Regions from separate parts of the Mus musculus genome. Here region 1 is linked to region 2. The links are chromatin contacts, called in public Hi-C maps. All regions are on one chromosome and are shown on one strand. Each heading gives the region's core, a stretch centred on a gene start, on an enhancer-like site or on the middle of the called end of the contact. The rest is flanking DNA. Distances are from core to core; before and after follow the strand shown. Region 1 has its middle 92 kb from the start of Mbnl1. Region 2 has its middle 14 kb from the start of Gm24382.

Region 1 (4,368 bases), core at 631-3,130, 270 kb after region 2:
TTAGGAATTAAAGAGGCCACTCTTACTCCAATGTCCATTTTGCTCCCTGATATGTATGTGGGCTTTCTTCTGCTGAAAAACTGAGAACAATAAAATGTGTTTAAATTAATCCTGTACCTAGTTCTAATTTCTGTCTATATAAAAAAAAACAAAACAAAACAAAACAAAACACAAAACAAAAACAAGAAAAACCCTTTCAAAACTAAACCCTTTCACTCCCTTGTCTTAAGAGTCCATAATATAAGCATTATCATGGTAAACATCTAAAATTCAAACTGTATCTTGTTATTTCCTTAGATTTCTCTGGAGAAAGCAAAGACACGTGAAGAGTGTTACTTGCTAATCTCTTTCCTTTGTTTCTCGGCTTCCCCTTAGAAAACAAGTTTTCGGTAAGCTACATGGTCTGAAAACACACAGCTTCATCACGGTTCACAAATCCAATTGTTACGTTTTTCTGTGAAATTAGTTTTAATATTCATAATTACTTACACAGATTGCTGATTATAAAAAAAGTGTAGCCACTTATTTGGAAAAGAAAAATAAGAAAATAAATCTCCAAATCCTATAAGTCATGTAATATATATATATATATATATGTGTGTGTGTGTGTGTGTGTGTGTGTGTGTGTGTGTGTGTGTGTGACTTGTATGCTTAAAAATGTTTTCTAAATGTTTGTTTCACTTCAAGTCATATGATGTAATTTTTCCTTTGCCATTAGAAAATAGCAACATAGCAGTCAACGGTTACACAATATTTCATCATACACCTATGCCTCCTTCTTTTACGTGTTTATAATCCCCCTAGGGAAAGAACCACATGCATCTATTTCAGTTGCCATTACTAGAAAAACAGGACTAATGAGAGAAGACCTGATTGCAAAACAGATACTTCTCAACCTAGAAACTGGGGAAAGGCACAGCCAGTGTATAGCTGAGGGCTTTCAGTGGGGGAATCACTTAAAGTGGCCAAACTGTGATCTGCTCTGACACAGAGACTGGATTCAGTTACATGCTGTTGATTGCTACTATAGAAATATTCAATGACAATGACATGCCATTTTATCTTTATAGAAATAGCACTCACTTTCTCTCTTCCTCTCTCTTCTTAGATATTTTTACAGGTATGAGTTTTTTGCTTTCAGTGTGTGCACCATGTGAATACAGTGCCTACTATGGACATCAGAAGAGGACATCAGATCACCTGACACTGGAGTTACAGAGCCATTTGTGAACTGGCACGTGGATGTTAGCAACCAATCCCAGGTCCTAGGCAAGAGCAACAAGTGTTCTTAACCAATGAACCATCCCTTCAACCCAGAAACCATTTTCTAGAAATATTTTAAGCCAATTTAGGAATAAAAGAAACTTTCATGTCTTTATATTTCTATGATAAAGGAGGTATTTTTTTTCAGGAGGAAAATATTGCTTCTGATCTAAAGTGGAATACACATTGACAGAAGCTTTCCTTACCATTGAAAGTAAACATATTTAACTATATTTTATTGCTTCATGAAACAAATCTCTCTCTCAAGTCTCTACTCACAGGCAGCTCATGATTGCAGTCATATTTGCTTTTTGTGAACTTCACTCACCTAACCAGCAAACAGAAGCTCTTGTCATCCCTGAAACTGTCTATTTCTGTGTTAAAGAACATTACTTATGTAACGTCTGAAGAAAGGTAACCAGAAAGGTAACGTGATAATCCTGTAAATGAACACAGCATTGGCTGATTGCCCTTGTCCCTCCCCTTCAGTGGATCTTTGGATGTATGATCAGAGCAGGAACAGAGAGGTCCCAGCTGACCCCTCCTGATCCAGTTCTAAGTGGCACGACTCTGCTCTCCGTGCTTATCTTAAAGATCACTTTGTTGTCTTCATGAAAAGTCCACACACATGTCTGAGGCCATAGTGCTCTGCTTTGTTGATAGAATGTCTGGCATGAGCCACAGACGTCTTGGAGCAGCAACTGTTTTTAGTGGCAAGCTACCAGGACTCTAGAAAAAAAAAAAAAAAAAAAAAAACCTTTGCATTTTTCCAAGCAGCGGCTGCATGCCTTCCAAGCCTCTGTTCATGTCTGCCTTTAGAAGAAGCTGAAAGTACCTCTCTCAGTGACAAAAAGAAAATAACTTCTCTTTTCTGCTTCAAAATTATTTGATATAAATAAGATGTGTCGACTGCCTCTACTTTCGTTTTCACTCCACCCGACTCAGTCCTTCCTGTCTCTGCCAAACTAGGAGACTTTCCCTGGGTGTTCTTAAAAGGTCATCTCATTTCAGAAGAAAAACAAAAGAAATAGGGATAAAGCACACTTCTTTTTTCTTTCCTATTTTCAAGTAACTTTGTGAGAAAGAACCAAAATATGTATAGACCTGATTGCAAATTCCCTGCAGTTAAAATATAAGCTACTTAACACTAACTGTAATGTTGCCTGCCTCACAAATGCCTTCTCTGCTGTCCAGGACCTTGAAGAAAGCCATAAAAGGGAAGGAATATAATTTTGTTTGTTGGCACTTACTGAAAAGCTAAAATAGAATAGTAACAGCAATCCCTTTTGCCAGCTCCCCACCAAAGAAGTTGTGAGATCACAAGTTACAGGGGCAGTGCAGGGCCCATGTTCTCAGCTGTGTTCCAGAGCAGCTGACAGGATCAGTTCACCAATATCAATCTAAAGCAACACAGAGCACTTGAGGATATCTAAGATGATTTACAGAATGCACAGCTGTATACATGGATGTAGTGCATTTTTAAAATGTAGCTTTAATTGGAAACATGATAGTCCTTTTTCACTTCTTGGTAAGAAATGGGATTTTTTTATGTTAATTATCAAGTATGGAAATACCAGATTTGTAATCATGCATTTTGTTTTCTGGTTAATGAACTACAAAGACAATATATAATTTATAATTTATTTTTAAAAACTCCAAAATCTTTAAGAAAAGTTGAGATGCTCAGACACTGGCTAAATCATGACAATAATAAATGACTGTTATCCTGCAAAGTTATTGCTCTTTGTAAATGGGACTCACTGAGTGTCTGGAGAGCAGTTTAGTCCTTCGAAGCCCAGTAGTTTATATAGTGAGACTGTACATATGTTTTAAGTTTCTTATATTTCCAATTAGGTAAATTATTTAGAGTTTTGACCCAAGTAAGAAAAGTTGAAAAAGAATACCACTGTGTCCAAACTATAAAAATTAGTAATGGCTATGGGAAGTTTTAGTTTGTGTAGTAATGCATACTTCAGCTCACATGAAAAGAAGCATGTGGGCTACTGCAGACATCATTACATAGGTGTGGGTTTTCAAGTATGACTATGAAAACTTTGAGGGATCATCTTAATTTCTTTTTAAATTATAATGTTCAGTCTACATTGTGGCCAAGAGAACATAACTGGAATATGAATCAAATTATGTCTGTGTTTTTGTTAATAAAAAGAAAATTAAGCCATTCTAAAATTACTTTCCAAATCTGCCTGAAGAGGATTTTTTTATTATTATTTAAACTCAAATATAAAAGATCTTGTCAAAATATGCATGCAGAATTTCTTTCTTTGGAAGAAACCTGCTTCCTTTGAGAACAATGTCTACGGTCAAGGTTCCAATCTCCAAATATCTTTAATGTAGAAAGATTGATTTTAAAGAACCCTCATTGGGTAGCTTAACCGGTATGTTGTTCACCTTTCCCCAGTGCCCTCCCACATTCAAGTCCATCTTGCCTCATACATTGGGTCCTTTTCAGACTGTCTAGGGGAGCTACCAATGGCCATAGCAACGCAAATGTTATGTAAATTCCATATTTCATGGGTTGCATGTTAATTAAAGGTACACAATGCAATGTTGTGAAGTGATCACCTTTGGTGTCTTCTAATTCTGAGCTGCTTATTTGTTTGCAGACTAGATTTAAGCCAGTGCTTCTCAATGGTTGTAACCATGTTGTGGGTTGTGTATCGGATATCCTGCATATCAGATATTTACATTCCAACAGTAGCAACACTTATGAAGGAGCAACAAAACAGCTTTATAGTTCCACGACATGAGGAACTGTATTAAAGGGTCACGGCATTAGGAAGGTTGAGAACCACTGGTTTAGGCACCATTGCCTAAATTTATATGCAACACTATAGGCAAATGTAATTCCTTTAGACTCAGCAGAATCAAATATGTTTTTTTTTAATTCATGAAGGAGATTCCTTAGCCTGCTGATTTCCCTGTGATACTGGATTGGGTGCCTAATGTGAATCCTAGTAAATTATAAAAGGAAGTACATGGCTGCTTTATAGATTTGGTGATTTCTCCTGCACATTCTTTGATGTCTTATAGAGCTCTAGGCAGGGATACTTACTTCCTGGTGTCTTCAAACGCTTAAAAAGGTAG
Region 2 (4,352 bases), core at 1,139-3,638:
TAGAACAGAGCTGACATTTCCATTAAGGATCCACAGTGGTGTACATGCATAAATACAATATCCCACTTACTGTCTCTTTCTGGTTCATATTGTAAATTTGACAAAGGAGGAGACTTTTGAAGTACTTGCACTTTTAAAACTCAGATAAGTAAAATGCATATAAAGGGAATTTACAATGTACATTGTCAGATGTATTTGTGTGGTGTGTGTGTGTGCACGTGCATGTGCATATGTGTTTGTCTGTGTGTCTGTTCATGTGTGAAATTGCAAGCTTGAACTTTAAACTGTCTCTTGACTTTTGGCTTTGCTTTCATTTGCAATGTTTACAGTGTATTGGTAAGATGACCCATGTCGGTACTACAGCATCCTACTCTTCATACTAACTTGCAGGTAAGTTAGTCATGAGAAAAATGAAACCGCCAATATGCTTTTCAACCCAAAACTCAGAGGGGTGTTTAAAATGCAGCAGCTATCGTCTAAGTAGCATAGAAAAGATGGCTACCTTTTTTGTTGCTGCCCTTCAAAATAAATGAGATTATGCTTTTCTAATTTATTGTCATAGTTTTCATCTTATTGAATTTCTGAGAAATCTGAGACATTAAAAGTCTAAATTGAAAATCCAGGTCATGTTACTAGCCCCATGCAGAGCCATGTACAGACAGAGTTCATCATTTGTGTTTAAGAAAGAAACCCCTAGAGATACTTTTCTACTTATACCATATATGGAGTGGCAGTGTGACCCTTGGTTTTACTATGTTCATCCATCTGCATTGGACACATATGGAACAACAACAACAACAACAACAACAAAAAAAAAACAGTAAGATGCTGAATGAAGGAGATGTGACAGACACCCAGGAGCCAGACTCTCTGATGCCCTTCACTCTGGCTGATGTAGCAAGCACCGTCTTCTCACCTTTTTTTATACATGTTCAGCACTGTTAAAGTCTTTCCACAGGAAGATCTATAATCTGATAAACAAAGATTAATAAAGTCTTTCTTCTTCTAGACAAATATTATTGCTGCAAGGACATCTTGAGAGAATGCATGCTTTAGCTTCTACAATTTCCTGCACTGTCTCAAGACAGAAGCACATAACTAGACTCTTGTGAAGAACTACCCTCCTCCATCACTCCATAAAATATGGGAGGTGGGTGGCAGAAAGGACTTTTTGTCAGATGGTTTATGGAATGGAGTGTGAGCACACATAAACCCAGACAGACATACAAACATGTACTTGTTTACCCAGGTTAAAATTCTCAACCTTCTGAAGTCTGCCATTCATTAGGAGACATTTCATTATTCATAGACTGGTTACAAAATATGCATGTATTTTCCAGGAAATGTAAGTAGAAAAAGGCATGCCGTTGGCGTTAAAGAAAACCCTATCTGTGTAGAGGACATTGGATCTTTATTCAAAATAAATTGGTGCCTCCAGAAATATGACTCCTGTCTAGGTGCCAAAGCTGGGCAGCAGCTGCCTTGCCTGCTATGTAAACAACTACCTGGAGACAAGATAGCAAACACGTTGAGTTCTTGGATCCATTTTAGAAATGTACATATTTGTACACATGTATTTCCTTAAGAGTTTTATTTTATTATTTTAAAATCTTCCTAAATGTATTGAAATATTGCCGTTTTAGCATAAGCATGCCTGAGAAAGACCAGTTTGCAGCTTTTATGGTGCTTCCCTTCTGTATACAGTGAGTGGTTTGTAAGAAGACTGAATACTCAATAGCTTGTTTTTTGGGACTTCAGAGAAATATTTGACATCATTTTCATGGTACACTTTGACTTTTAGTTTGAGAATGGGGTTTACTAAAGTAGTCCAGACTTATCACAAGCAGAGATTCTTGTAACTAAAGATTTTGCAGCTTAACAATGCTATAAGATTGTTCTTTAAGACCTCCAAATCCTTGATTTTCTTTCTATAACATGGAAAGATAAAACTAAAAATTTAAGAATTGGAAATTTAGCTGTATATAACTAGTTCTCCCTTAAAGAGCACAAGAAAAATTAATGAAATTTGTTCTTGTGATTCCTGAACTCACATATTATCAACAACAAAGTATGGGGCAGCCTTTCCAATCTCACTGTTTAACTCCACAGTGCACATGATGTCCTCATAAACATAAGAGATATAAGTTGTCAGTATGACATCCTATTTCATGATAGGATTCACAGTGTCCATCAGTCCTCAAGAAATACAGCCAATTATGCAATCATTATGTTAATAATTGTTAATTCCAAAAAAACCTAAAAATTATTAACTAACAAAACAGAGAACTAAGCATAAAGTTGTTTATTCTGACTAATGTCAAAAGCCCATGCATGTAAAATAAAGAGACCTTCTGTGCAAGTAACAATAATTAACTACACATAAAGGTGTGGTCAATTTCAGTTCCAGCTTGAAGATGAGAACAGTTTGAACTGCTCTTGGTCTAGGCCTCCCTCCACACCCCACACATCTGGGACATTCTTATGTAAGCAGGCAGCAAATCATCTTAGATCACAGTACCCGTAGTCTACCTTCTGGAAAGAAGATGTAGAGAGACATTTTGTGACCCTGGCAATGTACCAACCTTGTCAAAAGCCCATTGGCTCCAGACATTCACCATAGGATCAGTCATGAAGTGGCTGGATGTTTTCTTAAGTCCCACTACAATGACAAGAAATTCAGAACATTCTTGTAAGACATCATAAGCTGAAAGAAATTCTAATGTAACTGTGCCACTCCTCTGTGGACTAGACACTGAATTTCCCTAGTTGGATCTTGCTGACTTTCAGAAACTCAATGTAAAATTCACCATAATTCCCAGTAGGGCTCATCAATTTTATTGTTCTGATCTAATTATTTGGATGGAATATGCCAGCAAAGCTTTTCAGTTGTAGTAACTGAAAATGTCTATGATGTTTTTAACTTATTAGAGAATTTCTGTTTTTAAATAACAATGAGTCTACAAGTTGGTTTAGTACCATGAAAGTGTAATACAAGCTTCTCTTACCATGCTATTCCAGCTGACCATTTTATTATTTTTATATTTCCATGTCATTATTTCATATCCCAACAGGATGACTGAAACTCCAAGACTCATAACCAGAAATAAACCAGATAATATGAGCATAAGAGACAGGGAAAGAGAAGCCCCTCCTCATATGTTCATCCCTAATAAAAGATAGCCAGACAAATGAGGTAAGTTGGGAATCAGGTAAATTATTAATAATAGGGGCTTGCTATTTGAAATGAATATGTTGTCTTTTTTTTTTTGTAAGATAGAGGAGTTTAAAAGAACTGCATAAGCTAACTTTTCTTTTAGTTCCTTCAATCTATTTTATACTCTGAGATTTGAGCCAATGCCCCTTGTTAATTTTAAATGCTATTACTTTAGTATTCATGTGGTTATGATATACAATCTCCAAATCATTATTTTATACTAAGCAGTAATATATGTGAGAAAAACATAAATAAGAACTGTTAGCATTTTGTCTAAGCCCCACCCCCCAGTTACCTGGCAATGGCTTACCTGCTTGGTAAGGGGCTGCTTGCCCCCTCTGCTCTCACTTGCTCTTGTCTTCTTGCTCCTACTCTCTCCTCTTGCCCCCTCCCACATCTCTCCCCATTCCCTTCACCCCCTCTCTCTATGGCCTCTGCTCTCTCTTTCGCCCCCTTTCTCTGCCTCTACTACCCTATTAAGTCCCCTCCTCATGTCCTGAATAAACTATTTTATACTATACCATCCCATGGCTGGTCCCTGAGAGGGGAAAGATGCCTTAGCATGGGCCTGCTGAGGTACCACCTTCCCGACACCTCACCACACATCCACCAAAACATATTTCCTCTCTCTTTATCTTCTTATAAAAACATCAAGAATGACCTCAGAGAGGTAGCATAAAATAGATAAAACATGAGTGCAAATCATATAATTTGATTCAGATACAGTTTAAAGTCAGACAAAATAAACCTACAGCATTAAAATCCAGATGCTGTCTTCTTTGGATGAGAGAGTGATGACTGGAAGCAATTATGGGAACACATTTAAGATGTGGTATTTTTCTGTTTAAAAAATGCAAACTATGATTATTTTGTGAAAGCTTATTAAATTATATCCTTATTCTCTGTGTACTTTTCACACACACACAAATGTATATGTATATAAATGTTCTGTACATATATATACAGTATATTGTATATACAGTACATTATATATACTGTATTTTATATATATACAGTATATTATAGGCATTTAATATGGTTCAGTATAAGCTGGCCAAAACAAATATTATAATAATATTCAATTCAAATTAAGCCCTATTACAGAGTAGAGCATTAGTAGCATTAAGATAAATGTGTT

Evidence for each region. Hi-C and Micro-C count contacts between places; a contact is called where the count stands out from the background.
Region 1: a contact with region 2 is called in a Hi-C map of liver, with 2.6 times the contacts expected there. The contact joins two enhancer-like sites. A contact is called at or near these places in 5 of 484 Hi-C or Micro-C datasets (the C2C12 cell line, the MC3T3-E1 cell line, liver and 1 more) and 3 of 115 datasets of contacts at active chromatin or transcription factors (fibro-adipogenic progenitors, heart atrium and large pre-B cells).

What each region holds. Positions count from the first base shown.
Region 1 is chr3:60,406,856-60,411,223 of GRCm38.p6, forward strand. No RefSeq gene overlaps it. Among named protein-coding and RNA genes, the nearest start is that of Mbnl1, 92 kb to the right of the region's middle. Within about 2 kb of position 1,881, at least 225 of the 459 cell types and tissues checked have an H3K27ac peak or open chromatin away from gene starts, as enhancers often do. A contact at or near this core is called in liver, where this site is marked.
Region 2 is chr3:60,139,088-60,143,439 of GRCm38.p6, forward strand. No RefSeq gene overlaps it. Among named protein-coding and RNA genes, the nearest start is that of Gm24382, 14 kb to the left of the region's middle. Within about 2 kb of position 2,389, at least 8 of the 459 cell types and tissues checked have an H3K27ac peak or open chromatin away from gene starts, as enhancers often do. A contact at or near this core is called in liver, where this site is marked.